Linked DNA regions of Danio rerio: all the other regions are linked to region 1. A link is a contact called in public Hi-C and HiChIP or PLAC-seq data. All regions are on one chromosome and are shown on one strand. The core of a region is the stretch at or near the end of the contact, and the rest is flanking DNA. Distances in the headings are between cores, read along the strand shown. Region 1 holds the start of slc47a3 (solute carrier family 47 member 3). Region 2 holds the start of ppm1da (protein phosphatase, Mg2+/Mn2+ dependent, 1Da). Region 3 holds the start of pitpnm3 (PITPNM family member 3).

Region 1 (4,064 bases), core at 1,133-3,632:
AAAAATAAATACTTAATAATAAAGATTTTTTTCAAACCCCATTAACAGGTAATTCATGTAGTTTTGTTAAATTCCTAAGAAAACTATATATACACTCACAAGTAAAATTATTAGCCCCCGTTTAACAGAGAGAAGACTTTTTCAACACATTTCTAAACAATAACTCTCTTCCAATAACTGATTTACTTTATCTCTTACATGATGTTAGTTAGTAAATAATATTTTACTAGATGTTTTTCAAGTAGTTCTATACAGCTTAAAGTGACATTTAAAGGCTTAACTAGGTTAATTAGGTTAACTAGGCAGGTTAAGGTAATTAGTCAAGTTATTGTATAACAATGGTTTGTAGATTAAAAGGGCTAATCATTTTGACTTTAAAATATTTAAAAAAAAAAAAAAAGAAATGCTTTTATTCTAGCCAAAAAACAAAACAAAAAGACTTTCTCCAGAAAAAAAATCAGACATACTGTGAATATTTCCTTGCTCTGTAATATTTAAAATAGAAAAAATAATTCAAAGGGGGGCTAATATTTCTGACTTTAAATGTATATATATTTATTCAATTTGGATCTCAAGCAAAAATGGGATAGTTCAAGATGTTTTGAAAAAAAAAAAAAAGCTGAAAGGCTGAAACCAAATACAATGGATGTCAATTGTTACTGTTTTACAGTTTTCTTCATAATATCTTCTTCTTTTGTTTTCAACAAACAAACAAAAAAACTTGCAACTTTTTTGCAATTTGTAAACAAGTGAAGGGTGAGTAAACTATTCTGTGTTTAGATATTGTATTGCAAAACAAAAAATACAGAGGAAGATTTTTAGCAGTGCATGCAACATTTAACAACATTTTAGTTTTAAGACCATTTAAAGTCTTTAAATTGCAAATGGATAATTGTAGACTTTTGAAGAACTATTTAAGATCCCCAAAAGCCCTGTTTACACACCTTGTTGTACGTGTTTAGATTTATTATTGTTTATTTTTTTTGGTTTTTCATATTTGCTATAGATATAAAGATATATATAAATTATATAATGCCAGAACTTTTATTATGTACATTATAAATTATTGGTAACTAAATTTACATATGGCTGCAGTGGGTGGTACGTTCGCCTCACAACAAGAGGGTCGCTGGTTCGAGCCTGGGCTGGGTAAGTTGACATTTCTGTGTGGAGTTTGCATTTACTCCCCATGTTTTCATGGGTTTCCTCCAGGTGCTCCGGTTTCCCCCACAAGTCCAAAGACATGCGGTATAGGTAAATTTGGTAGGCTAAATAAACCATAGTGTATGTGTGTGAATGAGTGTGTGTGGATGATTCCCAGTGATGGGTTGCGACTGGAAGGGCATCTACTGCATAAAACATATGTGGATAAGTTGGTGGTTCATTTCGCTGTGGCGACCTCCGATTAATAAAGGGACTAAGCTGAAGAAAAAAAAAGAATAAATGATAAATGAATGAAACCATAAATTAAGCATACAACTGAACTCATTTTTGTTAATTAAAATTAATTACTTTAAAATATATATTAAAACATTATTTTATTTTCTTCAGTTTAAACTACATAACTAAATCTGAAACTAATAAAAACTATATAGACATAAAAATTACTTAAATTAAAAATTAAAATATAAAGACTAATCTAATTCAAACTATAATAAAAACTACAACTGTTGCTCGATCAAATTTTACATTTACAGTAAATCAGCTCAGAAATTATACTGAAACTTAACTTTAGCATAGCAACTAATAACAACTTTAGGATAAATAGCTCCACCTACTGGTAACAGTACACTTTATTTGTGCCTACAATCTGTTTGACTCAATATAATAATTAAATACAGCAAGTATTATTTTTGCCAGCGTAAGATGGCATTCAAAATCTAACGGCTTTTTTTACTTAATATAAATTGTGCATTCCCCAAACAGGTGTCTGGCTTCTTACCTGTCTCCAGGCTAAATTAGGAAAGTCTGATGATCGCATTTGTTTTATTAAATGTCACTATTTACACTGTGGGTGTATGTTAAGAAGATAACATTATAAGTTATGTACTCTCTCCCAGCTGGAAGTGCTGCTGACTTTGCTATCTGACTTCTCTGTGCTGTTTGTGTGATGCAGTATTTCTGCGCGAGCTGAAATGAGCCCAAGCAATGGTTCCTACCGTTCACAATTCTCTGCTAACAAAACACGTCCACTTTAAACCTTCATATGGAATTATTATGGAAAACAATCTAATAATAAAATGCCTATTAAACAACTTATAACGTATCGATATTTAACACCGGCATACACAAATCAAGTAGCCAAGGTAACGATCAGTTCGATCCGCCTATTTTGGATTACGTAACCGTGACTCATTTATAGTGACAGCACTGAAAATAATTAACTCTTGAAGTTGAACTTTATATTTAACACTACAGAGATAAGACGTTATTAGCTTGCTTAGCTTTCTAAAGGAACGAGTTTCAGCTTTCTGTGAATCAGCCATCAAACTTTTCCTCAGGATGAACGAAAGAATGAACGAAGCAGAAAACTCTTCCAGATGTGGATGGTGCTCTAGGTGTTTTAGTTTTTTACCAGTGGACTATACGAGAGAATTTGTAAGCATGTGTACATTAGCTTTTCCCGTGGTAAGTACGTCATTTTAGTTTACATAGACCTCGTGAAGGAAAGGGATGGCATGTACACCAGTTTAACTTTCACACTTTACAAACATCACTGCAGTCACACATAACATATTACAGTAAAGTAAATGTTAGCTAACTCACTTTGATTTGATCTCAGCTTTTTAATTTGTGGTTGGCCCACGTAACTGGCAGTTTATTTTGTAGCCTATGTGTATAAAGCTGTGGTTGGCCCACGTAACTGGCAGTTTATTTTGTAGCCTATGTGTATCTGAATATAATTTGTAAATATTTGTTTGATCCTTATAGTTGTGGTGGTGTTTGATAAATAAATAATAATTGACATTTAAATGGCATCTGTTTGTGGGCATTATGTGTGCTAAAGTTATAGTTCACACAAATATGAAAATTACGTCACTCTCGTGGTTTTAAACCTTATGGGTTTATTTTTTTCTTCACAAACAAACACTTCATGAAAAATATTAGAAACCTGTACACATTTACTTTCATAGTAGGAAAAACAAATACCATGGAAGTCTGAGGACAGGAGTTTAAAAACATTTTTAAACATTTTTAAAATGTAAAATCTTTTGTGTTCGACAGAAACATTAAACTTAAATAGATTTGAAACAAGTGAAGGGTGAGTAAATGATGACAGATTTTTGAGTTTTGGGTGAACTATCCCTTTAAGTAAGCATTTGGCCTATGGTTACATTGAAGTAACTTCACAGTGATGTTTGAATACTAATGAAGTTTAAATACTACAGTAGGACATTATTTCCAATATATATTTAAAAGGAAACAGCATAATAGCACAGTAATTAGTTTTTCTTTTCATTTATTATAAAGCAAAGTCAAACTAGATGCTAACTTACCTAAATTCAATTCAAGGGGTTGTTAAATGTAGTCATTTTTTTAAATATAGTCATATTGGATAAGAGATTCAATATGAACACCTTCCTTGCACAACCTATCTCTTTCCCTTGCTGAGTTGTGATGAACTGCTGAGAACATGATTTTCCATCAGTGTTACATTCATAAGATATAACGCTAACCATGGCAGTTCTGGGTGATTTAAAATAAATTATGGGCAATAGGTATTCAATAACTGGTTACAGCAGTTTTTAGAAAACAAGTTTCTTTCAGAAGCATTTGATTTGAAAACCGATTAGCTGATAATATTGTGCATGTGTAATTCAGAATGAAGATAACAAACACAAAGTGTACAGTACATGACTGTCTGGAGTGCCTGCTATGACTGCCTGACACATTACTAACTCTGAAACTGAAATGTTTTTTGACAACTGATTCTGTTGACGTGAATCAAGGGATCTCATAAAACTTGTCAGAGTATGATGACTAGGTTAAGCAACTTAAAAGGATATTACACCCAGAAATAAAAATAAACTTACTATTTTCTCACCCTCAAATAGTTCTAAACC
Region 2 (4,064 bases), core at 814-3,313, 350 kb after region 1:
CCCTCCATAAGCGTATTAGTGAACACAACACCATGACCAACCAAGATGAATGTTTGAATACACTGTCAGAGTGTGTTTATAAGAAAGTGACTCTGAAGCGCCAGTGGAGATTATTGCAATGTATCAATAGTTACAATCAAAGCAGCCGCCAAGTTGCCCTGCGCCAAATTCAGCCGAGCTCTCGTCGTTTTTATTTATTTTAAAAAATCTAAAATAACGTTACATTTGAAAATCACTAATAACTCCTGTATGTATAAAAGTATACATTACAGCTCTACAATTAGGCACTGTTTTACCTCTGGTAAGCGCAGCACCCCTTGAAGTGACTTGTAAGGTGCACTCGATCAACGAAGACCGACTATTACTTAATGTACTTCCGCTCACAAAAGCTTCCACTTCCAGATAAGTCATGAAAAGAGGAAGAATTTCAAAATAAAAGTCATAGCGCAGATTTTGAGTAGTTTTATTTCCCACACATTTAAAGTTCAAAAGTAAAATAATTAAATAAATGTTTAAATAAAATGTAATAAATGTTAAAGAAAATGTCTACGCAGTAACAGACGTACTAAAGTCTCATAGCCGCAGAAAAATGCATAAAATGTACATTTGTAGCTAATGATGTTAGAAATTCATTTTACTAAAGTTAAATGGAAACAAAAGAATTAATGAATAAATTCAGTTTAAAGTAATGGTGTTAGAAATGTATTTGAGTAAGATCCTGGGAAAATTGGGTTCTAAAAACTGTGTCTCTTTTAGGCTTACTGCACCATCTGCTGGACAAGGATTCTCAAAGCAGATCCCCATCTGTCCGTGCAAAATTAAATGAACTCATTCAATGGGCCATATGCACAGCTAGTGTTTTTTAGCCAACGGTAAACTTCCGGTGAAAGGTTAATGTGACAGTTTAAAAGTTTATAAGGTTCCTTTAACAGTTTTGAAATTATAATGTAATTAACATACTATCAGTTAAATAAATGTAAGAATTCATTTAGTTGTTCAAGCATAAAACAAGATGATAAACCGTGTAACCGTCGTCAGTACCAGCATGCTAGCACATGAACTCCATTCAAGAAGGTAAAATAAAGGTTCATATTTTAAAGTGATAGCAAGGAAAAAATAATTTAGTGCTTCTTGTCCAGTCTGGGACCCACTTTATTTCAAATATCTATTAGATAATATATCTATTTTTTTTAATCAAAACAGATCTTAAACGTGACGGTATTGACAGTTCACCGGAAGTCGCCGGGCTGGCTGAAAATTAAAAGTCTGCATATACCCCAATAACCTAAAAATATTTATCATCACAATAAGCTCTGTATTTATTCTGAATAACAGTAACTTTCAATCACCACGTGACACTGACCTAAGACAAATAAGCACAAAAAAACAAAACATGCTGTAACTTAAATGAATGGCTTAAACCAATATACAGTTGAAAATTTTATTTAGAATAATTGCAAATCACCTTATTTAAATGAAACACAGTCCCCATACGTAAAGGCAGTATTATGTGACCGTTATATATAAATACAACTTAAAGGAGACAAAATCAATTGCTACATTTGTTGTTATGAATCTCTCAGCGAGGTAAAACCCTAAACATTTCCACACACACAAAACAACAATCAAAACCATCTCACCCATGTCAGCCTGCTGTAATACATGCAATACTGTAATATAACAAATGAATAATATAAAATTTTAATAAACGTAATACAACTTCTAATTATATATATATTTAAAAAAATGCTGATACGAGGACAGTTTAATGCTTATTAGTGCTGTATTTACAACCTCAAAGATAGATAGATAGATAGATAGATAGATAGATAGATAGATAGATAGATAGATAGATAGATAGATAGATAGATATTTTAAACTAGTTCCACTTTTTGTTATTACAGTCTCAAGGCTTCTTGTTGGCTTGTCAGCCGCCATTAAACCGTATCAGACGAAGAAAAGGGACTATTCTCCTTCAAATTATGGGTCACAGATCTAAAGACTTCCAATGACCCGACAATTGTCATGGTGTTTCTGCGCATGCTCACAACATCGGAGGTAAACAAAGAGGAAAGCGCGCACCCGGCCTGAATCCTGCCTAGTATTCAACGTTACTGTTCTACCGTCCTTTCTTGTTCGATCGAATCATGGATGGGATATTTTCATGCCGAGCAAGTATTTATTACGACCAGGGCGGTCGGAAATACATGGAGGACCTAGTAACGATGAAGCAGGAGGATGAGCCGAGTGAGGATGAACTGGACGCCGCCGAACGTGGCGAGGTCGAGGCACCAGCAAAAGACCCAAACCCTGACGCTTCAATTCAAGACTCCATCCCCGGATCTATCACGGTTACGTATATTCAAGACGACGAGCCAATCTCTACTCTTCAGCATGCGTCGATGCCCTCGTCCGTACACGCCCGTCGGCCGCGCGCCGTGGCTCTGTTTGCGGTGTTCGATGGACATGGGGGTCCGGACGCCGCACGCTTTGCTCGCGACCATTTGTGGGATCACATCAAAAAACAAAGAGGGTTTTGGTCCGAGGACGACGACGAGGTGTGCGCTGCTCTGCGAAAAGGGTTCATCACTTGTCACCATGCCATGTGGAAAAAATTACGTAAGTTTTTAAAACGAAGCGATATTTTTACATATGTTCTTGTTTAAATCCGCTGTGAAGTCTCAGCCATTTTATGGACGTGCCTTGGACAGAGTCGGGCAGCTGGTCTTTATGAATGAAAGTTTCACCATCAGATGTATCCCGCCAAATAAGTTGCACAACCCCTCCATGCCAGACAGAACACAGCTAATCAAGACATACTGTAGCTAAATTGGAGATGCTGCATATCAGAATAGTGTGCTTGCTGAAATCAGCTCAACTCTCATAACACTTGTGTTAGTTGGTTTAAATGTGCACGTGATTTTTTTTTGTAAATAAAAGTATTGAGCAATTAACTTGAAGAACAAACGAGAATAACATTGAAAAATATATACACTCGCATAAGATGAAGTTTCCAGTTTTATAATTTAAATACTCTTTTTATACATATGGCGGGTCGCCCCCTCGTGGACGTCATGTTTACAAAATGTGAGACTCAATGCAAACAATGCTACTACTTCATGTGAAAATAGAACAGTTTTCACTTACATATGCCTGTTTTTACATTAAAATAATCAAATATATATTAATACATGGCAATACACAAAACAAACACTATAACAGCTAATTATGTTTAAAGAAATACCTATGCAATGGAGCCCAAGTTAGTCTGCATGTGATTGTGTGATCTTCATTCTTTTGTCCAAACAAGATATCACAGATCGTGTGTTACAAAGATAGTTAGCCACATTATTTTTATTTATTTCATCATTTACTGTCATGTCATTTCAAACCTGCATGCTTGTTTCTTGCATGGAACACAGAGAGATCTTGTTTATTAAATCTATTAAATGTGCTTTGATCAATCAGATCAAAGTAGATCAGAGAGACCCATTCTTGTTTTGACTACCTCTGGAAGTGATTGAAAGTAAACAAGCTCATAACATTTTATACTTGTATTTAACATTGTACCCTTGCTGTTGGATCAAGCAATACACTGGGCTAAACAGAATTTAAACTTAATATTTGGCTGCCCCTGGTCTCCATGTACGTTTAATGAATGAAAATAAAGCAGCCTTATGTTTTTATGACAATAGATGTTGTTTTATGTGCATTTCCCAAAAAATATAAACTCATCCCATATATACTTAATCTGCTTTCTTATAGCGGAATGGCCAAAAACAGTTACAGGACTCCCTAGCACATCGGGCACAACTGCAAGTATTGTGGTATTAAGACGTGACCGTATGTACGTTGCCCATGTTGGTGACTCCGCAGTAGTGTTAGGGGTGCAGGATCACCCCTCTGAGGAGTTCATCCGAGCAGTGGAAATTACTCAAGACCACAAACCTGACCTCCCAAAGGAAAGAGAGAGAATAGAAGGGCTCGGTGGCAGGTGAGTTCTTATATAAAACAGTAAATCACAGACGTTAGGTTAGTCTTTTTAATTACTTTGATTAATCTTT
Region 3 (4,064 bases), core at 705-3,204, 260 kb after region 1:
CTCATTTCTGGGTTACTCCTTTAAGCATGGTAGCTGATTAAAATTGAAGCTGATTAAAATTAAATATATAAAGAATATCCTCCATCTGTATACCTCAGTCGCCAAAGTGAATCACACTATCAGAAAAACACAGCAGAACCACATTAATTGCTAACCTTCATTTCGAATCATAAAATGCAAAGGGTAAGCCTTCTCCCAGATCAATAATTTATCTGACATCTTGGACTGGATGTGATGCAATAAATAGATTAAAGTGGATGTATGCATTTTGAGATGCTCTGTACAGCCCTAGACTCAAAGCAATCATATCAGAGAGTCCTACAGGATGTGCAACTTGAAGACTTCGCCTCTCCCATCAGCCTCTTTCAACATTTAGGCTTTCTTGAATTGTATCAGGCATCTCTTTGATTAGTTCCTCTCACTGTGGCCAATCCACCTTTTCACAGGAACAGATTAGGTGCAACACTGAATGCATACAGACACACCTCTCTAAATCACTTGACATGTAAAGCATGCACTCTGAAGGGCTTATAGGTTTTTGAAGACCACATTTTGTCTGGTTTTAAGTTAATTTCATGCTACACTCTTCGTTCATTAAAGCAGACTAGTGGAGAAAAAAGCTGACTAATGGATCATCACCTTCCAGCTGAGCTGTAATTAAATTAGGTCAAAGATGTACTAAATGTACAGTCATAAGAAACCACCGTTTGGAAGGAAAAAAAGCAGTCAGATGAGACTTGAAATGGTCAGATGATAGCTTGAATTATAGGCTATGTGTTGTCACAAAAAACCTGAGGGAAAATATTACATGAAAGAATATGCACTTAACTCACATCTGGACACAGATTTCATTACAAGCTCATTTTTTGTTCATCTAAATTAAATAAAACATTAATATATCAGTTGCTAAATCTGGTAGCCTGAGGACTGATGACTGAAATACAAAATAAAGAACATTACAGAGTAATATCTGATGTTCGTTTATGTCATATATTAAAATTGTACAAAAAGAAACATAATTTTCATCTAATGTTGATTTTTCTACTGATCTGGTTCTTTAATATTCGATCTTCTAGCTGAGAAATCAGTAATGAACATCAAATATCTACTTACAAGTAACTTAGCAGAAATAAGTTTACAAATTTGTTCAATTTCAAGTCACTATCGCATCAAGTAGGCTAAATTAGAAACACTTTAAAGGTTGAAGTCTTGTATTAAAAAGCAAAACAGTGCAGGAATTATGACTGATTCTTCATGTAATGATCAGTAAATAAACATTGGTCAGGTTAAAAAAAAAAACTAAATCCTAATATTTTTGTATTAGGGGTCACTTGAATGCCTGAGAGTCTGGGTAGGGGGTCTGAGGCGGGTCAAATATGTTTGACATTTCCTGCCCTAGATCCATAAAGCATTTAACATCAGAAAACAAGACCACTTTGTATGAAGACGGGAAAAATCCCAACGTTTACGCCGCCTGTCAAAACCAAGACATAATCCGGCTGGTCATACGCAATGGAATGCACCCATGACGCCCCAAAAACGTTGTCTATGTAGTATGTAGGCAGCTGACTAGGTTTTTAAGACGTAGCCCTGGTTCATCGTGCATTCCAACAGATTGACGCGGAAAGTGAGGAGAGCGAACTGACTGTCCACTCGTTCTGCCGGCTGCAGGTCAATCCCGGAGATGTCACAGCACACACAGAAGGCACACACAGACGTCTCTTACCTTTCCCTCTGGTCTCTTTAGCCATCCTGCGTCTTTGCAGTTAGTTTGGACAGTACGCACGTCTCTTCTCTCTGTCCTTGTCTGCGCGCGGGAGAAGCGATTTAAAGTCTACGCGCGTTTCATGGCTGAAGATGCTGTGGAGATGACATGTGAATGTGGGAGTATCCATGAACGCGGAGAGAAATCCTCGTGTTGAAGTACGCGCGGACTTGGGGCTGTTTGTATGTGTGCAGACTTTGCTGTTGTCTTCTCCTGTTGAGCTCGAGATGTGATGTTCGACTGCCTCCAGTGGCTCTGCGCGAGCTGCAGTCAACTTGGAAAACGCCAAGCGTATTCATGCAGACTCCAGACCACCCGCTGTCATCTATTAGATACTTATTTATTCAGTTTTGTACTTAAAAATATTACACTAGCGCCTCCTTAAGGATATAAATGACATTTTATTGACAGGTAAAATCATTTTTGCAGTCCCAGAACTAAACACAAGTTAAAATAAAGTTGCCTATGATCATCATTGTATTAGTACTGTGTCAACTAGGGTGTGATTTTTAAAGTCAGAGAAGCTAACTAAGTAAACAAAACAGAAAAATACATTAAATCGATGACCGATTTGTTGATTTCACGCAAGACGTGCCATTTTGGAACGAAAACGAGGCCATCACTGTTTAACATTGCTCTGTTAATAAAACATGATAAATTGTAGTATGCTTTCAAGACATTAGCATTTCTACTTTACAATTCAATGTTTAATTCAATTAGTTTAATTATTTTTTATGTAGCCTATATCAGTATAATATTTAGAAAATGTGTGACATGTGTTACTATTGCAATACTATTTCTAGCTAAATCTTATTTCAGCAATTTTAAAAAATATATGCAATGATCATACTACCACACACAGACAATATATATATATATATATATATATATATATATATATATATATATATATATATATATATATATACAGTGCTCGGCGTATATAAGTATACCCCTGACAAATCTCTCATTTAAAATCATATTTTCTATTGGAAGCTTTAGAATATTATATTTGTGCATATACTGTAGATTAATCAGTAACAAAGCCAAATCTGGAGCTAATCTAGCAAAATACTTTACAATAAACATTTATTGGCTCAAATTTATGTTAGGGAAAATATTTTTTAAACAAAACCAAAAATATACAAAATGTTGTTGAAATTTTGTAGTTTGTAATTTTTTTCAATTTTTGGTTTGAATTTTATTGTATTATCTGAATCTTATTTTTTTCTAAATATGTTTGATGACATGTGTGTGTATATATATATATATATATATTCTTCTTCTTTTTTTTTGTATTCTCTGAATATGTCAGATATTCAAGACATTTAAACAATGAGGGACTGAAACCTCTGATTGTTATCCACTTTTGGACTTTGGGTCTGTCTGGAGAAACCGGTATTCAGAGAGCAAAGCCTCATCGTATTCGTCAACTTTGGATAATAAATCCCTAAGAAAACTTTTTCACACAACACACAAATTCCTGGCACATAAACAAAGTTTCTTAATTGATATATATTGTGCAGCCCTAAATTTTGTGTGTGAACTAAATATAGTCAGAGTTTTCTACTAACCTGTATAAGGTCAGAAGAATTTCCTATTTTTTATGAAAAAGGTAAGTTAACTGTAAGTATTGTTACACACATTATATTGTACAAATTATGCAATATTCGAACTTAAAAAAAAAAAACTCAAGATTTGTGTTGTTTTAGCCCATTTTAAACAAGTAGTTTGAACGAACAGCAACGTAATTTTTTGAGTGTATGTAAGAATATTACACACACTTTAACTAAGCATTTCAATATTACAATTGTAAATTGCAAATTAGACAGATGTTTTCTTTTACAGGGATTTTGTTGCAGTTTTGTTTTTTGTGACATGACATAATTTGTTCCCGACTCTGAAAAAAAGCCATAACTCCTGAGATCTCAGTCAAAACTGCTGCAAAAAGAACCCACAGGACAACGTTCAACAAGAGCTAAACAACCCTGACAGACAGTTGCCTTAAAAATCCCTAAAGTGCTTCAAAATTTGGCCTACAGTATAGCTTTCATTCAATTGCCTGCGTGATACGATGAACAGTTGCATAGGGAGCACAGGTTCAGGCCATGCCCATCGGCAAACTGTAGATCTACACCGACAAAAGCAGAACAGCAAAAGAAACAGTGCAGCAGAAAAACAGAAATACAAATACTCTCACCCTGCAAACGACGCTATATCTCCCCCAGTCCTATAGCAGGATGACTGTGCAAAATGTTAGCTGGCTCATAAATCATGATGTCGTGCTTCATCTTCAGGA

Evidence for each region. A called contact is a pair of places that touch in the nucleus more often than the background predicts. HiChIP or PLAC-seq counts read pairs in DNA pulled down with a chosen protein or histone mark.
Region 2: an H3K4me3 HiChIP or PLAC-seq map of embryo shows a contact between it and region 1, with 2.8 times the contacts expected there. The contact joins the promoter of ppm1da here to the promoter of slc47a3 in region 1. A contact is called at or near these places in 1 of 18 Hi-C or Micro-C datasets (an unstated tissue) and 1 of 4 datasets of contacts at active chromatin or transcription factors (embryo).
Region 3: a Hi-C map of an unstated tissue shows a contact between it and region 1, with 2.3 times the contacts expected there. The contact joins the promoter of pitpnm3 here to the promoter of slc47a3 in region 1. A contact is called at or near these places in 1 of 18 Hi-C or Micro-C datasets (an unstated tissue) and 1 of 4 datasets of contacts at active chromatin or transcription factors (caudal fin).

What each region holds. Positions count from the first base shown.
Region 1 is chr15:29,079,585-29,083,648 of GRCz12tu, forward strand. It overlaps slc47a3 (solute carrier family 47 member 3), which reads left to right and starts at 2,383. Exons shown (of 17, transcript XM_005157658.6): 1 at 2,383-2,628. The coding sequence starts at 2,503.
Region 2 is chr15:29,428,856-29,432,919 of GRCz12tu, forward strand. ppm1da (protein phosphatase, Mg2+/Mn2+ dependent, 1Da) reads left to right here and starts at 2,064. Exons shown (of 6, transcript NM_201090.2): 1 at 2,064-2,619; 2 at 3,766-3,994. The coding sequence starts at 2,148. It overlaps ccdc9 (coiled-coil domain containing 9), which reads right to left and starts at 397. Exons shown (of 15, transcript NM_001075106.2): 1 at 297-397.
Region 3 is chr15:29,339,566-29,343,629 of GRCz12tu, forward strand. pitpnm3 (PITPNM family member 3) reads right to left here and starts at 1,955. Exons shown (of 21, transcript XM_073923775.1): 1 at 1,727-1,955. The coding sequence starts at 1,751.